Linked DNA regions of Mus musculus: region 1 is linked to region 2. A link is a contact called in public promoter capture Hi-C data. All regions are on one chromosome and are shown on one strand. Each heading gives the region's core, a stretch centred on a gene start, on an enhancer-like site or on the middle of the called end of the contact. The rest is flanking DNA. Distances are from core to core; before and after follow the strand shown.

What was found. Promoter capture Hi-C pulls out the DNA fragments that hold promoters and counts their contacts.
Region 1: a promoter capture Hi-C map of pre-B cells shows a contact between it and region 2, with 2.7 times the contacts expected there. The contact joins the promoter of Cbx5 here to the promoter of Zfp740 in region 2. A contact is called at or near these places in 1 of 39 promoter capture datasets (pre-B cells) and 1 of 115 datasets of contacts at active chromatin or transcription factors (pancreatic cancer cells).

Annotation. Positions count from the first base shown.
Region 1 is chr15:103,236,059-103,241,353 of GRCm38.p6, forward strand. It overlaps Cbx5 (chromobox 5), which reads right to left and starts at 3,794. Exons shown (of 5, transcript NM_001076789.2): 1 at 3,675-3,794. Hnrnpa1 (heterogeneous nuclear ribonucleoprotein A1) reads left to right here and starts at 4,339. Exons shown (of 11, transcript NM_001039129.4): 1 at 4,339-4,470; 2 at 5,022-5,138. The coding sequence starts at 4,456.
Region 2 is chr15:102,201,213-102,206,612 of GRCm38.p6, forward strand. It overlaps Zfp740 (zinc finger protein 740), which reads left to right and starts at 2,433. Exons shown (of 8, transcript NM_001289691.1): 1 at 2,433-2,590; 2 at 3,359-3,874; 3 at 4,017-4,093. Csad (cysteine sulfinic acid decarboxylase) reads right to left here and starts at 3,840. Exons shown (of 18, transcript NM_001359126.1): 1 at 2,927-3,840; 2 at 1,925-2,048; 3 at 1,232-1,362.

The sequences.
Region 1 (5,295 bases), core at 2,544-5,043, 1.0 Mb after region 2:
GAACTCTGTACTTCATATGCTTGTTTGGTGAAACATTTTACCAAACAGACAGATAGGCTCAAAGAGTCTGGTATGGTGGGGTCATACCTGTAACTTCATCCCTTGAGAGACTGAGGCAGGAGGAGGATTCTTTCAAATCAAGACCAAACTGGGCTACATAATGAGTTCAAGATAACATGGACAAGAGAGACCTTGTTTTAAAAAACAAACAAACAAAAAGACAGTATTTAAAAAAAAAAGCAAAACAAAACTATAAAGAGAGCTAGAGAGATGGCTCAGCACTTAAGGGCACTGACTCCTCTTCCAGAGGTCCTGAGTTCAATTCCCAGCAACCACATGGAGGTTCACAGGTATCTGTATCGGGTTCTGATACACCTCCTCTGGTGTGTCCAAAGACAGGGACAGTGTACTCACATATATAAAATAAATCTTAAAACAAACAAACAACTATTAAGAGACAGAATCTGGCCGGGCGTGGTGGCACACACCTTTAGTCCCAGCACTCCGGAGGCAGAGGCAAAAGTGAGTTCTAGGACAGCCAGGGCTACAGAGAAACCCTGTCTCGAAAAACCAAAAAAAAAAGAGAGAGAGAGAGACAGAATCTGAAATATTCCGAAAAAAAAAAAATGACAACACCAGGCATGGTGACACATGATTTTTAATCCCAACACCTGGAAGGCAGAGGCAGGGGTAATCTCTATGGATTTGAGGTCAGCCTAACCTGTAGAGCTAGTTGAAGGACAGCCAAGGCCCATACACAGAGAAACATTGTCCAAAAAAATAAAAAAAAAAACCCAAGAATGTCAGGATGGGCCTATATCTGCTACAAAATTAAGAACATCTAAGATAGGGCTACATACCCAGCCCCTTACTTGCCTTTTTTTAAAAAACAAGTCACATACACTGAAGATGTAATCAGTCCTATTCATTTATAAGACAGAGTAGGCCCTGCTGACCTGAAACTCACAAAGCATACAGGTTGGCCATAATCCTATGTTCACTCTCTAAGAAATGGTAAAATTTCCCTTTTTAACCTCAAGACCCAGAAACTAATCTATACCAGAGGAAAAACAGGATTAATGGTCCATTTATTAAAGAGTACTCCAAGACAAGGTGGTGGTGGTTGTGGTGGTGGGCGGTCATTTCCTCCATGCTTTGCTAACTGCTAAATGTCTGAAAATGATAAATTCTAGCATTAGCCCTTTTAGAGGAAGACTTTATTATTCATTTTTACATTTTTGGTATTGTTTTAAAACTGAAACACTGGGGGGGAAGTATGGGGGACTTTCAGAATAGCATTTGAAATGTAAATGAAGAAAATACCTAATAAAAATTTGAAAAAAAAAAAACAAAACTGAAACACTGAAAGGAAAGGAAGAAAGCAGAGACTGAGCAAGTGTGGCTCACGCCTTTAATCCCGGCACTCTCGAGAACAAGCGGCTCGCGGATCTCTGAGTTCAAGACTAGCATGGTCTACAGAATGAGGGCTACACAGAGAAACCATGTCTGGAAGGAAAAAAAAATATTCTGAACCATATCTAGGTAGATGCCGTGAGTCCACTATCACTTTAGAGCTCAGTACTGAAGTTGCACTGTTAGTGTAAATAAGCAGCTAATGGTTGTATAATATGTTTGTCCTTTTTAAAGTGCCAGTGACTATGGAAATCTCTATTCATTAGAAACATCACTAAAACCTGTCAAGCGCCAGGCGGTGGTGGTACACGCCTTTAGTCCCAGCACTTGGGAGGCAGAGGCAGGTGGATTTCTGAGTTCGAGGCCAGCCTGGTCTACAAAGTGAGTTCCAGGACAGCCAGAGCTATACTTAGAAACCCTGTCTCGAAAAACCCAAAAAAAAAAAAAAAAAACAACAACAACAAAAAAAAAAACCTGTCAAGCATGATAGCACCAACAGGTAGATCTCTTCATGTGAGGCCAGCCTGAGACATAAAACAGAAAACTAAATTGAAATCATCAGTCCGTCCGTCCCCCCCCCCCCACCCCCCGAGACAGGGTTTCTCTGTGTAGCCCTGGCTGTCCTGGAACTCACTTTGTAGACCAGGCTGGCCTCAAACTCAGAAATCCGCCTGCCTCTGCCTCCCGAGTGCTGGGATCAAAGACGTGCACCACCACCACCCGGCATCATCAGTCTTTTGTAAAAAGTATGAAACTATCTTCTTTTCTTTCTTTTCTTCGTTTTTGAGACAGGGTCTGATTATGCTTTGGCTGTCAAGTAACTCACTACATGGACCAGGAGGCTGGCCTCAAACAGATATCCATCTTCCTGCTAGGATTAAAGGCAATGACCACTAACGCCAGGCTGGAATTTTCTTATCACAATGAGGTACCTCTACCTCAAAGACTATAAATAAATCAACAGACACAGATAATAAATGGAAATTATACATTTGTCTAGATACTCTGAGAAGTGTGGGTATTATCAACACCAACAAAATTGCAGAGAAAATACAAAAATATATGGAATCAAAACAATGAATAACAACTCAAGATATGGTGGAGTCTTCTGTCCCCAACACCCTAAATACCTCCTAAATGAATCAGCTTTTTCACCCCACACCAGACATCCTCAAATGAACAGCAGAAATAGGAGCTTAGAGTATCTTGAATGTTAGGGGAGAAAAATGTTCTTCGGAGAAGAGATTCAGATAAAAGAATTGGGAACATGAATGGTGGTGACAAGTACATGATGACACAAAACAAACAAACAAAAAACCAAATGTGTCTATTTTTATTAAGGTTTTCATTATTTCATCAATGACAATTATCCCTCAAACATACAGGCCTTGGCCCCACTGTTTCCATAGAAGCAACACGTTTTGACTTTTGACATGTAACTCTCAAAAACTTTCATAGAGATAGAAATACAAATACAGTGTCCCTGGAAATGGGTGCTAGTGGTTAAGTCTATTTTTCTTGGATGCTTTTCATTGCAAGTACTTTACCTAAGTCATCTCATTCAAAATTTCAATATTCTTCTCTTAAAAGTTTTCAAAGACTAAAGGCACGTTCTCCAAAGTCTCAAGTGAAGGGAGGAACGTACCAAAAACTACAAGAAAAATGATTAACTCAAGGGCCACAAGAAAACATATGTTTTCCCTAAGGTAATATACAGAATGAATGCCTTAGTTATAGGAGTCATTTTAAGTTAAAATACTCGCCCCCACAAATGCAAGAGTAAGCTTTATTGGGGGGGGGAGGGGGGAATCCTGTCTTTCTAGTGACTCCTGGCTTGCTCTAAGAATTTAACCAGCCAACTCCCGCGCTCCCCACAGGAGTCCAGCCTCTGCCTCTTGGGGAAGGCCGGCCAATCGCGCGCTTGGGGCTCATTGGCTCGGAGAGACGCAACTCAGGCGAGAAAAACCCGCCTCCCACATTCCGATGGCCCAAGGACCGATCGGTAGGCAGCTATAGGAAAACCCAATTGGCCTATAGGCTCGCCAGTCAAATGCTTCGGCAAGGCAGCTTCACAGAACCTGCAAGGATAAAACATCCCGCCCCAGTTGTCCTATTGGCTGGCCCGACCCGTCGCGGCCCCTTCACTGTCGTCGTCCACCCCCCCCCCCACCAGTTCAGCGGTCCATTCATTTCGTACAATAACCGGTGCAATGGGAGCGGGTTCAAGATCTCGTACGGGTAGACGAGACTCTGCCACTTACCCAAGATCTAAAGTGATCACTCACGCTAAGGCCTGCACGGTTCCTCTGTGGTAAAGCGGCACCACAAGCCACCGCTACCGCCGCCTTCTGCGCAATGCCAACCGCCCGCCAAAACGGATCCTTCCCTGCGCCTGCGCAACCAATCCTGGGCTTGGACCTTTTCTCCGCCCAAAACGCCTGCGCAAAACTGGACGCTGGTCCCGCCACTACGCAGGCGCCTAGGTTCACAACCCTCTCCCGCCCGCCATTTCACGTGTTCCAGGCAGCAGGCGGAACATCGTAGTGCGCCGGCGTGAACTCGCCATTTTTATTACACATGCGCCTTATAGGGAGTGGCTGGGAAAAGTCGCGGTGAGCTACTTTGTAGCGTGCGGTCCTTTGACGAGTGAGTTTGTAATGTTCGGGTGTGGGAAAGTTATGAAAGGCATTTAAAAGACGTGAATACATTCAAATATAAGTGACTGGCTAGTTAGCCAATCAATGCGATTAAGGATAAGATCCCTTGGGGCATCAGTGACTCAAAGGGGCGGAGTCTGAATAGAACGCCCAAACGGATGCCGTTTCTTAGCAGGGCGTCTTCACGGGCCAATGGTGGGAGGGAATAATTTCAAATCTCCAATAAGACTCAAGTAAGGGCGGAGTCTACCAATACCGAGAGCGAGGAGGCGGGATAAAAGGGCGAGCAGAAGGTAGGCTGGCGGGCACGTTCGTTATCGTATTCCTTTCTGCTCTTTGACGCTGCCGAGGAAGCATCGCTGAAGGCTCTCGTAACTCTACCGTCATGTCTAAGTCCGAGGTAAGTTGGATGCGCTTTGCAGCTTCTCTTTCTTCCACACTTACTGAATATAGCGGGATGTGACGTGTTTTGCTGCTCGCACCCGTGGTTTCGGTGTTTTATCGATTAGTGCTGAGGCCTACTTTAAAAAAATGCAGGTCGCCATTTTGTCCTCATAGTCACCATGAGGCTGCGATCCGACCGCCATTAACGTCCATGCACTGTTCCTTGTGGCAAACTTCACAGACTAATGATCTGGGGAGTGTGGCCTTTTCTTCCCCTCCCCCATTCTGGTCTAACAATCGCTTGTTAAAGAGATATTAAGTCTTAATGGGGATGGACCCGACTAACCTGTGCCCTTTGTTGCGCGTGCGTATGAAGTAAAAGTAAGGACGCATGCGCTGCGTGCAACTCGAGTGAATCCCCAGCAGCACCTCCTAGCCTAGGAAGGAGCACGTGGTCTCGTGCAGTAATAAAGAACAATAAAAAAGTGTAGCATGTGTTGTTGCGGGGTGTTGATTCATTTTCCCAGGTTCCAGCCCCTCCGCTAAACACTCCCTCCTCCACTTTAGTCTCCCAAGGAGCCAGAACAGCTGCGGAAGCTCTTCATCGGAGGGCTGAGCTTCGAAACAACCGACGAGAGTCTGAGGAGCCATTTTGAGCAATGGGGAACACTAACAGACTGTGTGGTAAGATTAAAAGAAACAAAAGGAAGAGCTGGCTTATTTCTTCCGATTTAATCTGCTGCTTCTTAGCTAAATTGTTTTGTGAAGTTAACTAATGGGATGGTAAAAAAAAATCTGGGGCTTTCTTCAGATCTGTAAGAAGCTTACATTTCCACCCCCC
Region 2 (5,400 bases), core at 1,183-3,682:
TAGAGAATAGTAGAACACTCAGGGGCTGGGGCTGGAGAAATGGCTCAGCGGTTAAGAGCACTGGCTGCTCTTCCAGAGGTCCTGAGTTTAATTCCCAGCAACCACATAGTGGCTCACCATCTGTAATGGGATCCAATGCCTTCTTCTTGTGTGTCTGAAGACAGTGATGGTGTAACTCATATACATAAAATAACGAAATCTTAAAAAAAAAAAAAACAACTCAGTAGCTGACAGCTTGTCTAACATGAGCCAGACCATGAATTCCAACAAGTCCCACTATCAAAAATATAACAACAGGGACTAGAGAGCTGGCTCAGCAGTTGAGAGCACTGGCTGCTCTTCCAAAGGACCTAGGTTCAATTCCCAGCACCCTTGTGGTGGCTCATATTGTTACTTCAGGTGGCCCATAAGCATCAGTAACTCCATTCTAAGTATATTCCACACCCTTGCCTGGCCTCTAAGGGTACCAGGCACTCAAGTGTTACACAGACATACACGTAAGCAACACATGCATACACACATAAAAACAAAAAATTTAAATATCTAGTAATAAGAAACAATAACAAGAGTGATTATCTTCAAGAGCTTGGCTAGAAGAAAAAATTATGTAGTTTTGTATTCTATAGACTGGCAATGGATTAGGTGGTTCTTTGTTTTCTAAAGATTGTGGGGGCTGGAGAGATGGCTCAGTGGTTCAAATCCCAGCAACCACATGGTGGCTCACAACCATCCGTAATGAGATCTGACTTCCTCTTCTGGAGTGTCCAAAGACAGCTAGAGTATACTTACATATGATAAATAAATAAATCTTTAAAATAAATAAACAAACAAACAAATAAATAAATAAAGTTTGTGTATCTCTAGCTGGTAGAACTTGCTATGTATACCAGGTTGGCCTTAAACTCACAGGGATTGGCCTGCTCTGCCTTTCAGGTGCTGGGATTAAAGATATTTGTCACACTCCCCTGCTTTTTTTTTTTGTTTTTTGTTTTGTTTTTTTATTTTTCCAAGACAGGGTTTCTCTGTGTAGCCCTGGCTGTCCTGGAACTCACTCTGTAGACCAGGCTGGCCTCGAACTCAGAAATCCACCTGCCTCTGCCTCCCAAGTGCTGGGATTAAAGGTGTGTGCCAACAACACCCGGCTACACTCCCTTGCTTAAGCTAATGTTTAAAACTGTATGATTGTTTCTGATGTGACTCTGTCCATGCAAGTTCAAGAGCCTGTACACACCTGGACTGCTTATTCCTTTAGAAGCAAGGTCTCTTCCCCAACCTGGGGCTCTAATTTTCTCAGTTAAGGTGGAATCCAGCAAGTCCAGGGGATTCTCCAGTCTCCACCTTTGTCAGAGCAGGCTTGTTAACCTGGAAAACAGAATCCAAACTCTGGTCCTAGTTTCCCAGCAAGCACTCTTAACAGCTGGGTCATCTCTTCAGGTCCCTACATTTGTTTTAAAAACATTCCTGGTGACATGTCTCTCCATTTTATGTCAGTTTCAGAATGACCCTAAGGGAAATGGAACTTACTTTAGTGGTGTAAAAGGTACAGGACTGTGGTTAGGAATCCATATGCTTTTTGGATAGTGTCTTACTGTCACTTAAACTCACCAGACAGCAGTTAGAATAGAAACTGGGACTTAAGTGGAATTCACGTTTCCTTCTGCCAAGTGTGCACTTAGAATAGTCCTATCTTTTAGCAGAACTCCTCTCTAATGCTACAAGTGGGGCGCTAGTATTCGAGGATAGGCTCAAATTTCCAAAGGGGGCCTGGCCCAGAGGACAACACGCACTTCCAAATCTCCAACAAGACTAGTCCACTGAAGGGAAAAAAGGCCTTTTCTTGAAAGGAAGCCTAGTTTGGCTAGGTCAAGACTGCGGGGCCGGAGCACGTTTGCCTTGGCTATTGAGGGAACTCACTGAGACTCACATGCAGATTGTGGTTTAGTGTGTACCGCAGGACTGCGCAACGGCTCAACTCTCCTCCCAGCTGACCTCAGTCTGCAGGTCTGCACCCCACAGCAGCAGGCACCGGAAAAACAGACCTCACCAAGCTTTAAAAAAAAGATCAGAGGTACGAACTGTCCCGGCTTCTACCTGGGGCGTCAGGAGAGAGACGGAGATTCTGCAAGAATCAACCAGCGCACCTAGCGAACCTTCTCAAAGAACACTCAGTACCTAAAGGTTCCCTAAAGGTTCCAGGCGAGCCTGGGAGCTGCCCTCAGTGAAGATGGCGGCCGGGGCGCTCGCGCGCCACGGCGCAGGCGCCGCCCTTCGCACCACCCTCCTCCGGTCCTCCGGGCCGTCCCCCTCCCGCTCGCCAGCTGCAGCTCTCCGCGCGTCCCCAGCCTCACCCCTTTTCGGAGGGCCCCCCCTCCTGTCCCGGCTCCGGAGCCCGGAAGTGGATGTGGCCGCTTGGCAAAGAGGGGGAGGGGGACGGAGAAGTGCTTCCGGGGAAACGGGCCCCGGGTTGGTGTTTGTAAACTTGCCTCGGTCCCGACGCGGGGAGCGGCGGCCGCGGGCTTGGCACGGGGTGCCTGGGGCCTGGAGGGGGCGCCGCGCGGCGGAGGAGACGGCGGGAGGCCGCGCCAGGCAGGTAGGCGCGCGCCGCGGGGAGGCAGCGTCGAGCGGGCGGGCGAGCGGGCGGACAGCAGCTCGCAGGCCGTGGGGCGCCGCGCGCGAGGGGGGAGGGGAGCGCGGCGGAGGAGGGGCGCGCGGCGGAGGGAGGGGGCGCGAGGGGAGGGCCGCCGCCGCCCCGCCCCCCACCGCCCCGCCGGGAGAGGGGGCCTTGCCCGGGAAGGGGGGGGGAAGCGCGGGCGCGAGCACGCAGGTCGCGCGCGGCTCGGCGCTCCCGGGGCTGCGCGCTGCGGCTGCCTGCAGAGCGCGCGCACACACGCCCGCCCTCCGCCTCCGCGGCGGCGAATTTACGAACCTTCGGGCGGACTCCGAGCGACGCTCACGTGCGGGCACTGCCAGCCACCCCGGCGCTCGGCGGAGGCCTCCCGAGCTTCCTTCCAACACAGTTCTGCCCTCGTCTGTGGAGTGCCAGCTTTGCAGGCCGGCCCACTCCGCACAAAAGCCCCAAAGGGCCTCCGCCCCCTTCTTCCGTTCCTAAGATGGCAAATCCCAGCTCTTACTCTCTTGGCAGATCCTCTCTATAGGAGGCCCAACTTACTTTTGCTCCCGTTGGCTGCTCTTTCGGCCCAGGAGGCCAGTTTCTTCTACTGACCTAGAAAGAAAGCTCTCGACTCATGTCCTCCTTTTGAGCTTCAGAACGCCCAGCAAAATAAGTTGAGGGAGCTTCGATCGTTGTTTGGCCTGAAGATGTTACACCTAAGGGCCTCATCTCCCTTTCTGGTTTCAGGTTTCTGGAACAGACCTAGAGCTTCACCAAGAGAATTCAACTTGGAAACCAAGACTGGTAGACTCTCGTTTCTTCCGACAAGAGGCAGAAGTCAGAGAGAGACTGCGGATTCTTGGGACACCTGTTTTCCTTTTGGAGGACACCGAGTTCTTTGAGAAGACAGTTCAATATGGCAAAGGAACTGAAAGAACGGGGAGGAGCCGTTACTGTGATTTGGTGACGGTTCTTCAGACAACCAGTGTCTTAAGGAAAACTGGGACAGAGAACTTCTGAACTTTTTGGGTTCGTTAAGTGAGAAGTCAGCATGGCTCAGGTAAAAAGCTCTCGAGTCCTCCTTCAAGACCGTTCACTGGGAAGCCTCTTTGCAGTGTCACCCTTGAATTCTGCCTTAGCCAACAGTATTGACCATCCCCAGTGAGCCGAGCTCTGTATTAAGCGCCAGGGGGAGATCTAGAGGAAGGAAAGGAGACAGGCCACAGCCCCTGCCTTCAGGGAGCTTCCAGTCAAATGAAGGAGGTAGGCTATATATCACGTCACAGGCACTGATGGGCCATTGGCAAAGCACCTTGTACCCGGTGTACTTTTGGTACGTGAAGTACTCGGGCATAAGGGAGTGTATAGTCTGGTGAATGCTTCATTTGTTTTTTTTTCCCAACAGGAATTTTATTGAGCTCCTGTTACATGCACGGCATTGTGTTTGGAATACAAAGATGAATAAGATTGCCCTTGTCCCCAGTAAGCTCCCAGGCTAGTTGGGGGGAGGGGGAGGGATGACGGCAAGACAGTCTGTTATTTATTATTTTTATATTCACGGTGCCCTGCGTGATAGCTGGCTGGTACTAGAGACTCTGAATCAGTTGACTAAAGGAGTTCTCAGTGATAGAAGGATTGTGACTGCGTGGTGGTACCTCTGCCTGGATGGGGGGGGGGGGGGGGAAGGAAGCCTGCAGGTAGCATAGGATTTTGCTAGAGAAGTCAACAGAGAAGGGCACTCAGACAGAGGGAGGGGCTTAGAGGGATGGGACACCACTGGATGGTTTGGTGGGTAGTTAAGGAGCAAAGGATTACAAATGGGGGATCATTAGATGGGGTTAGGTAACGAAGGATGGGGGGTTACTTCCTAGAGAAGTCAGTGGAATGTGGTCCAAGGGCTTTTTGTGCTTTTCCTAAGGAGTTAGACATTATTATCCAGGGAGTGGGGAGTCCCCGAAGAATGTTAAACTCCAAAGTAATGTGGTCCAGAAGATAGCTGTTTTTGTGAAGGTGGCAGATGGTTTGGAAGGACCAGAGGGACGGAGGGACCGTTGTAGTCTTCTGAATGGAGAGCCGTGCGCTTCTCTGAGCTTTCTCTGAGGAAACCAGTCTCACCAGGACGGCAGCCTGAGTGTAGAGGGGTTGGCTTTCTTCCAAGTGCTGCAGCATGCCTCTGGGTCTCTTCCTTTGTCTGTCTGCAGCGTACTCCACAGCATCGTGCTCACTGTTCTGAAAGGGTTGGTTGCTTCTGCCAAGCATTGACTTTGTGCTTGACACTAAGCATTTTACATCCCTCTCTCATTCTCCTTGGCCCTGTGAGGGTAGGCACTCTGATTGGTGTTTCACATTGGAGCGAAACAAGGCTTCAAAGATGGAGAGACTTGGCCAGAATTGCACAGCCCAAACAGCAAAACTAAGATTTTTAACTTCAGAGTTCATGGAAGTGAGAGAACGGATCCGAAGGCACACTGATCATCCAAGAGAGTAGTTTTACTAATCTGGGAGTTTGTTGACCGACTAGTTCTTTAAAAGACTTTCTTGAGTAAGAGCAATGCATACTCTGGAGTGCCGGCTCGATAGTAGGTTAGAGGATTGTGGTTGTAAAAGGCGGTTGGTTGTGTCTTAAGGCACCCCTGTTGAATTAACTTTTTTAACTTTATTTAGCACCTAAAAATGGCCTAAAGGGGGTGGGGGTAGCCAAGTGTGGTGCCACATACTAATCTCAGCACTCAGGAGGCAAAGGCAGGTGGATCTCTTGAGTTCGAGGCCAGTCTGTACTATAGAGTGAG